3 separate regions of the Mus musculus genome follow, and all the other regions are linked to region 2. A link is a contact called in public Hi-C and promoter capture Hi-C data. All regions are on one chromosome and are shown on one strand. Each heading gives the region's core, a stretch centred on a gene start, on an enhancer-like site or on the middle of the called end of the contact. The rest is flanking DNA. Distances are from core to core; before and after follow the strand shown. Region 1 holds the start of Corin (corin, serine peptidase). Region 2 holds the start of Tec (tec protein tyrosine kinase). Region 3 holds the start of Nfxl1 (nuclear transcription factor, X-box binding-like 1).

Region 1 (2,700 bases), core at 58-2,557, 360 kb before region 2:
TGAGTGTTGGTAGTATCCTGACTGACACACCCCCAAAAGCCTAGTTGTTGTTTGTTTGGGAGGTTTGCCAACATGTTAGCAGCACTTCTAACTTCAAAATTCTGCCAAAATGAACCCTGAAACAGCAAGCAGCAGTGAGTCCTAGCTTGGCTCCCTTATCCGGTAGTACTCTGGTGTTCTCTGGTGTTCTCTTGCGGACTTTCGCGTCCATCAGTAGATTCCTTCCTATCCTAAAAATGGAAACTATAAACTATAAAGCACAGACATGGACATAGAGACCCTTGGAGCCTGGTTCTGTGAGCCTTGGCAGCACGAAGTTCTGAGAAGTTTCAGTGAGAGGGGATTGCTGGGACTACTTGCCTGAGAATCTGGAAACTGAGTCCCCACCTCGGTCCCCAAAATGGGAAGCTGCGCAAAGCGCGCCCACTGCTCTCCCGCCTCTAGAGCTCCGGCCCAGAAGTCCCGCACTGAGTTCAGGCAGAACCTTCCAGGACACCGCCTCGGGATGCCTTCCTAACTACCCCTCTCTCCCTTGCTGACACTGACTGATTCTGGCCCGCCTATGCGCAGCTGATTCCAAGACCCTAAGGACGCAGCAGATAAGGATGGCTGCAACCTAGACTGGGTTTCCCGAGGCTCAGGTCAGGGGGACCCTCGGCAGTGCCCTTCCTTTTTCTCTGCAGATTGTGGCAGGAAGGCTAATACTTCCCAGGACTGCGGGAGGAAAACCGTCCCAAACCCTAGCAGCTCCAAACCCGCGCCGCAAACCGCAGACAGTGCTCGGTGCGCCCGGGACGGGTACCTGTCCCAGAGTAAGTTCGCGAGCAGGGGACCCGGGCGTTTCCAGCTCTGAGTTGTGCGGTGCCAAGGCATAGGGCCATCCGGGGGCATTGACTGATCCCCAGTGGGAGAAGCTACTACAAATGGGATCTAGTCACGGAGCTAGTAGCAAGGGCGCGCGCAGTAGGGATGCAGGCTTACGTCTGGAGCAGGCGGGGCTCCAAAGCAATCCTTCCAGCTGCCGGGAGCCTGGAACTTGGACCCGGAGAGGAAGCCACGGGTCCCCAAGGGGCCGGGTCCGACGGCTCCACCTGCAGTCTCCCCCGGAACCCCCGCGCAGCCAAGACCGTTCAGTGCACGGAGGGCGGTGGTTGGAGGGACTCTGCAGGAGAGGTAGCATCGCCCAGGACAAGAGCAGCGGGCTCTCCGCACGGAGCTGACCCGAACGCTGAAGGAAACCCTGCCCATGACTGCCAGCGTCTCCGACGCCAAGCCACAGGAGTGAGGGACCGTCTGCCTGGGGACTAGAACGAGCCACTGAGAAGTCTGTGCTCACTGACCTACGGACGGGAAGGAGGTGGCACCCGATGAAAGGAGGAAGGGACAGGGAGAAAAAAGGTTGACTCTGAAGTCACCAGGACTCAGGCCACGCGACCTGTGTGCTGGAGGAGCGAGGAGGGTGGATCTTACCCTCTTTGGGGCGTCAGCTCGGCGGCTGTACTCCTCCGGAGCAAGGGCGGGGGGCCGTTTCGTGAACATATCTTTCTCCTCTGTCCACTCTTATCTCGGTCGCTTTTCTCTGCTCTATGGATCTCGAGGAGAGGCACTACGGGTGTCTTTCTCCTCACTCGGAGTGAAGTTATACTCAGGGGATTGGAGCCCCATATTTTGTCTGCTGGGCAGACCCCACCCGCAGACCACTCCCTCCCTTCACTCACGTCTCTGGGTCCTACCCATAACCCTTAATGAGACAGTTCCTCCATACCCACCCCAGCCTTCAAAAAAGTTATTTTTCTATGGCAGATGGAGAGCCAAGAGTCTACTGCCCCCATCCTCCACACCAGGGAAAAAACAAACAAACCAACCCTTCAACTATGGGGCAGCAGCTTTTGGCCTTTGCTGCTTTGTTGAGGGCAGAACTTTGTTGAGCAGTGTAAAGGGCTGCTCTCTTCCGAACTCTCATTATCACATCTAGAACAGTCTATCCCCTCATACAGGATTCTAGCCAGGCAAGTATCAAAATGAATGTCTTCAGACACTAGCGATCCAATGACAAGTTTGTTGTGTTCGAAAAGATGTCAGGTTTCGAAGGCAGGCATTATTCGTGTTACACAAATTGCAAATCTGTCTTCTGCTACAAGTTTAGGGGGGGAAACGGCGTTGCTGTTTGAGCTTCATGGGCTAGGAGAACTCGGGCCTGCGATTGTCTGACAAGAACCTGCCCAGGCTGAAATCAGGGGCCAGCAAATTCGCGCCCATCAGACAGGGAGCTGCATTCTAATAGCGTCAAGGAAAGCAGTGTAGACATTCCAAAGCAAAGGTTGCATTGAAGCCCAAGACAATTCTTAAATATTTATCGAAAATTGAAAAAAAAAACCGCCAAGGATAACAAAAATTTAAGTTTTCTTAAACGTGAGTTTTAAATGCATTTTTAATCAAAATTTTCAAAATTTCAATAATTATTCAAGGTTATACTGTAGCCCATCTCCACTAGAGAAGGCTACATATAGTAAGCAGACAATAAGACCTTGAGTATCATTGTGTGGACAAAGGCACATTTGTACGAGTGGAAGGAAGTGGTAATGGGTACTTTGCTTCCGAAAAGACATGGAGTGTGGGAATATCATCTATGTGTCGTTAAAGACGAGGGACACTTGACCTCAAGTTATTCCAGCATCAGTGAGGCATGCCATTTCTAAC
Region 2 (2,838 bases), core at 228-2,727:
TCAAGAACACAAATGTGCCAGTAATTGTCCACAGTATCTCCATCCTCCTTTAAGGATCAGCTGTAGGGAGAGAGGTTACACATAGCCCCAGCCCTGTCTGTAAACAAGACCACCTTGTTGTAAGGGAATCAAGAAAACAGTGTGGCAATGCTAAACCTTGCATTCCCACCCTAGATTCTTTCCAATCTAGAAAGAGAGGGAAACTCTAGGCCAAAGATCCATGTAGGGCAAAGGTATCGCCTACTAGAGCGCTTCACTGATTTGCATGTGTTTACAATACCTGTCCCCACACAATTCCACAAACCCGAAGGCACACACCCTTGTGGGAAGAACGAGGGTGATTTACATAGGCACCCTACAGAAAGCACCCCTGAGCTGGCAAGGAGAGGAATAGTGATCGGATTCATAAGTGTATGGCGAAAAGATAGGTCTGTCTTAAACAATGAAAATGTAACTGGACGACATGGATGTTTTCAAATACTTAATGTGTAAGTTTAGCCACAGCTCCCCCCAACCCCCGCCTCGCGGAAAAAAATCAAGCTCTTCCTTATTTTGAGTCTATAGACCACAGAGCTACAGTGTCGATCACTCAGCTATTAAATCCCAAATCTTACTTAGGAGACTCGATGCTTCCTCCTACCGCGCCTCGGCTCTGTAAAAGAATTATATAGACGGGAATAGGTTGTCAGAGTTTCCTTAGAGGAAAATGGGAACTCACTGGAAAAATGTAAAACCTCTGCTTAAAGCATGCAACTATTCTGTCTGGATAGGCTCCAAACCCACTTAACCAAGCCAGCCACCCAGTTGTCCCAATTTAACACTGCGATCAACTCTTCTAACCAAATATTCCACTTTCCAAAGATAAGCCCGAATGGGACCTGGTACACAGAAACATATTCGCCAACGACAGGAAAAAGTTAAGAAATGTCAGATCCAGGGGAAATTGCACAGTCTCGGGACAAGGTCCACGTAGTTTTTCCCACTTTGATTCTTCGAGTCCCTGTTTATCAAGATCCAGATACCACTTTCCAGAAGAGAAAAATAGCTAAAGAAGTACGTGCACCTGCTCGGGCACAAGCAACTGTGGACTGTCTTCCTGGATTCGAACTTTACCGCGGGACAAGCAGAAAGAAGAAAGGCCCCCTGCCGCTCAACTGGGAAAGGAACTCAATCGCGAGTCCTCTCGGCTCAGATACCAAGTCCAAAAGGGCTCAGATCTGCAGCCACCGGGGAAGGCGCGGCCATCAGGGGAGCGCACCTGTCCCTTCTTCCTGGCCCAAGGGGGACGGGCCTCTGACCTGACGCAGAGAGTCCGCTCTCACCTCCGTGAGAAGGGTAGAAAAATCCTCCCTAATCCCACTAAGGTCAGTCTCCCGCAGGTGGAGGCCAACTCCGTGAGCGCCGAGAGTCCCTTGGTTCTTACCTTGACGGAGCGCGTGCCGAGACAAGCCAAGACAGAGCGACGTCCAAACTGCGGAGCCCGGAGCTCGGCAAGCGCTGACCAAACCCATCGGCCACGCCCACCGCCCGGCTCCTCCCTGGCCCCGCCCCCTCGCCGCGCCGCCTCTGCCCTCCGCTGCCCACAGCGCCAGTGTCCCACCTTCCTTCCGCGATTTCAAAGCCAAAGGGAAGAATCGGAGCTCGCGGTCCTGCGGCCGAAGTTCCAGGGAGCGTCTCTTATCCAGACAGACGCGGCGTGGGGTCTCTCTAAGTCCGGACTTCCCATCCTAAGAGAACCGTCCAGAAAAATGCTCCTTCGTCCCCGGCTCGGAGAGCCGGTAGCAATAGCACTTGTGGGTGGCTAAGAACCGACCTCCACTTCCGCTTAGCCCCTCGCGGGCGAAACCGGATGATGCTGTGCTCTGGGGTGATAGAAGAATGGGTGGCTTGACTGACAAGCCTGAAGCATCAGAGCCTAGCATAGGGTCACCCACTTACATTATTACTGTTGATACACTAATAATGAAAACAACCTTCAAGTTATTCACTTTAAATACTGTAAAATTCTTAGACTCCAGGAAAGAACGTGCCGTTTGTCACCTAGCTAGCTAGCTAACTGAGAAGCTGTCCTGGAAAGGCTGGGGCTGTAGATCAGTGGTACAATGTTTGCTTAACATGCACAAGGCCCTGGGTTTGATTCCCTACTTTCAAGTCTAAGTTGTCTTTGATGGTAGTCTTGAGTCTTAGCCACTGTTATCTGATCTCATCCATCCTGTACTGTCAGACAGGCATGGTGGCCCACATATTTTATTCCAGCTGAGAGGGCAAAGGCAAGCCCATTTCTAAGCATTTAAGGCCAGTCTGGTAAACATAGTGGTTTCCAGGCCAGCCAGGGCAGGGATATGAGGACCTCTCAGAAGGAGAGAGACACAGGATAGGACTGTAATGTTCATAATAGTCCATGGGAATAAAAGACTGAGTTCGCCTTTGGGATGGAGAGAGAAATTAATTTGTAAAATGCTTGCTATGCCGAAGGTTGATCAGGTAGAGCCCATGTTTTTAAAAAAAAAAAAAAAGGAAAGAAAGAAAGAAAGAAAGAAAAAGGGAAGAGAAAGAAAGGAAGGAAGGAAGCTGTTTTTCACCTGTACTCCAGAGCTGGAGGCAGAACCAAGCATAGCTTGGCCAGTCAATCTAGCCCAACTGGCCAGCTCCGGGTTCCATGAAAGACTTTATCTCAAATAATATGGAAGAGAGCAATTGAGAAAGACACTTAGCCTCTGACCTCCACAGTGGAGCCTTTACATAGGGAGAAAACCAATATACCGGTAAGCAAAGAAACCATTTCACAGGTGAGAAATGTCTTGGCTGAAATAAACTGGGGTAATGAAAGAGAGATTG
Region 3 (2,700 bases), core at 159-2,658, 310 kb before region 2:
CCTGGGAAACCCCACGCAGAGACTCAATTTTGCTCCTAGCAGGAAGGGAGAACTGATGCAATTCTACTATAATTTCAGAAATAAAAATTTTAAACCTCTTCTGAAAAAATACCTTCCAAACACAAAACACTTTCAGGGACCACTCTCTTTTATCTGGAGTGTTATGTATAAACACTCTCAACGTCGCCCTAAAAGATCTTGGACCAAGGCTATTGGCAAATCCATCGTGGCAACACCTGATACATCATGGAAAGACATGGAATTTCTGCACTGGGATCAGTTAAAAACAACAACCAAAACGCTTACAGGGTCCAAAAAGTCAGGTAGCCTGGGAAAGATGGCTATCAACAACTGGTCTTGAAAGTCGAGTTGATTAATGAAGAATGGAGTTCCCAATCTGTTCGTAAATGGAATTCTGAGACCTTAGCCTAGCTTGCTGTTACCATACACACAGATGCGAAAGCACAAGGTCCTATTTTACGACAGATGTTAAACATCTTAGATTATAAAAGAAAACAAACTCTGGCGATCCATTTACTGAGTTAACCAAATCAGCTGCACACAATTGAAGAAAGTGACTAACAAAGGCAATTATCAATTAAAATGAGGATGCAAGCGATGAGATGAAAATCTGCCTGAATGGAGACGGTTCCCTGAGACTAAACTCCGGGAGCTGTTAAAAAGTGAATGAGAGACTTGGAGGGCCCTGGCAGCCAGCGATAAGTAGGGAAGTGACTTGGGGAGTTTGGTGGGGCGGGAGACCCGAGCCATCCTCACCTGAGCCATCCTCACCCCGGGCCCCCGGGGGCTGCGGGGCTTCGCCTCCAGCTGAGCGCTGCCCGCGACCCGCAGGGGCCAGAGCTGCTGCTCCCCCGGGGCCGGGGCCCGAAGACACCGCGCCCCCAGACCCTTTGGCTCGCCCTCCTCCAGCGCCACCAAAAGGGACTCCATTTCCTGAGAGGGGCACTGCGGTGGCCCGTCCTCGGGCTCGGCCTCGGCCAGCGGCCACCTGGCGCCAGGGAGCGTCCATCCCTGCAGCGGAGAGATAAAGGAGAAGGAGCGTGAACGGGCGTCCGAGGATGGAGGCGGCTGCCGAGGGACCGCAGGGTCAGGCTGGGTGCGGACGGACCCCGCGACACGGAGACCCGGGTCTGAGGAGGTTGCGGCCCTGTGTCTCCCGAGGGCGAGTCCCGCCAAGCCCAGGCTCGAGCGACGGGCGAGGAGGGAAAAGACGGAGGGCAGAAAAGAAGCACGGAGCCACGAGGAGCCCACCCGGGACAGGAAAAACCCAGCCACGGGAAATTCTCCTCAGCCTCAGGAGAAGTGCGGTAGGCACAGAAACGCGAACTGACCGTGCGGCCGCGGCCGCGGCCGGGAACCAACTGCTGAAGTGGACCGCACCGAAAAGCTACGTCTCCTTACCGACGGCGCCCACCGCCAGGGACTACAACTCCCAGAAGCCTCCGCCCGCGGACCGCAGAATGCGTGGCAGCGAGGCAGCTTTTTTTTTTTTTTTTTTTTTTCCCGGAAGAGACGAAGGAATGCTCAGTGCGCATGCGCGGTCGTTCGCGGCCTTTGGGGAACTACATTTCCCAGAGTGTTCCGAGGCTCATGAAAAGTAGACGCCTCCGTTGGTGGGCGTGCCGGGAGCATGCTGCTACTGGCGGCTGCTCCCAGGAAATACGCGAGGTTTCAGGATTCAGAGAGGGCAAAATTCACAAACAGTTGTTCTCGCCATAGTCTTGCTGCTTGCAGGTAGCAGGCAGGTCCTCGTCCAGGAAGTACTTAGAAAACAGAAGACGCCATGGGGAGCAGGATCAGAAGAGCCACGGGAGCATTGTAGGAAAAAATGGTTTGAGTGGAGAAAGCTTTCAGAACTCACAATGAAATCTAGCCCCTAGTATTAACCACCTTTTATACTTTAAAACAAGCTTTCCCTTAGAGACTGCTTCTTTTCCTTTCAAGGCTGCTCCCTCCAGTAGATTCATTAAGGAAAATAACTGAAAGCCAGCAGCTAATCTTTACGTATAGATTGCAGAAATTCATTTAGTGGTCTCTTGGAAAATGAGCTGAATTTTTGTTGATATTTGAAGTTATACAATCCTTAAATTACCCTTCAGCTTAGTTAATTTCCCAACATTTACCACAAATATATTTAGATGCCATTCAATGTGTCCAGGAGTGTACAAAATATTTACATATATATGTGTGTGTGTCTGTGTGTGTGTGTGTGTTTGCACATATACAAAGTTTTACACTTATAATTTATTGAGATGAGTTTTTTTAATATTATCTAGGCTGTTCTTGAACTCATGATTCTCTCACCACAGCCTTAGAAGTTGTTGGGGCTCCAGGCCTTCATCATCATGTCCATTGTGTCAATATTTTTTTTTATTCAAAATAACCTTATTTATCATTCCAATTTTACCACTGGGAAAACTAAAGCATAGAGAGGTAATTGTGCTGAAACTAAGCTTTAATTCTATCATGTTTTTAATTTCTTGTACATAGGTATTACATCATGGCCTATAATTCATCCAAAACCAGTAAATGTCGAGGGAATATTGAGGTGGCTGATGATAAGGAGACCCTCATAGAACCTTGGTGTGTAGCACAGATCTGCGTTAGCACATTGTCCAAATCTCCATACTAAACCTTCCTGAGAACACATTCCCTCCAGTCCTCCAAACATTAGTTATA

What was found. Promoter capture Hi-C pulls out the DNA fragments that hold promoters and counts their contacts. A called contact is a pair of places that touch in the nucleus more often than the background predicts.
Region 1: a Hi-C map of embryonic stem cells shows a contact between it and region 2, with 4 times the contacts expected there. The contact joins the promoter of Corin here to the promoter of Tec in region 2. A contact is called at or near these places in 5 of 39 promoter capture datasets (embryonic stem cells, hippocampal neurons, liver and 1 more) and 1 of 484 Hi-C or Micro-C datasets (embryonic stem cells).
Region 3: a promoter capture Hi-C map of neural stem cells shows a contact between it and region 2. The contact joins the promoter of Nfxl1 here to the promoter of Tec in region 2. A contact is called at or near these places in 16 of 39 promoter capture datasets (the 3T3-L1 cell line, 3T3-L1-derived adipocytes, the C10 cell line and 10 more), 4 of 484 Hi-C or Micro-C datasets (CD4 T cells, LSK cells, erythroblasts and 1 more), 3 of 115 datasets of contacts at active chromatin or transcription factors (effector CD8 T cells, embryonic fibroblasts and memory CD8 T cells) and 2 of 9 other capture datasets (adipose tissue and liver).

Annotation. Positions count from the first base shown.
Region 1 is chr5:72,502,901-72,505,600 of GRCm38.p6, forward strand. Corin (corin, serine peptidase) reads right to left here and starts at 1,308. Exons shown (of 22, transcript NM_016869.3): 1 at 982-1,308. The coding sequence starts at 1,248.
Region 2 is chr5:72,866,971-72,869,808 of GRCm38.p6, forward strand. Tec (tec protein tyrosine kinase) reads right to left here and starts at 1,478. Exons shown (of 19, transcript NM_001113460.2): 1 at 1,424-1,478.
Region 3 is chr5:72,558,237-72,560,936 of GRCm38.p6, forward strand. It overlaps Nfxl1 (nuclear transcription factor, X-box binding-like 1), which reads right to left and starts at 1,409. Exons shown (of 23, transcript NM_133921.3): 1 at 1,353-1,409; 2 at 778-1,032. The coding sequence starts at 1,030.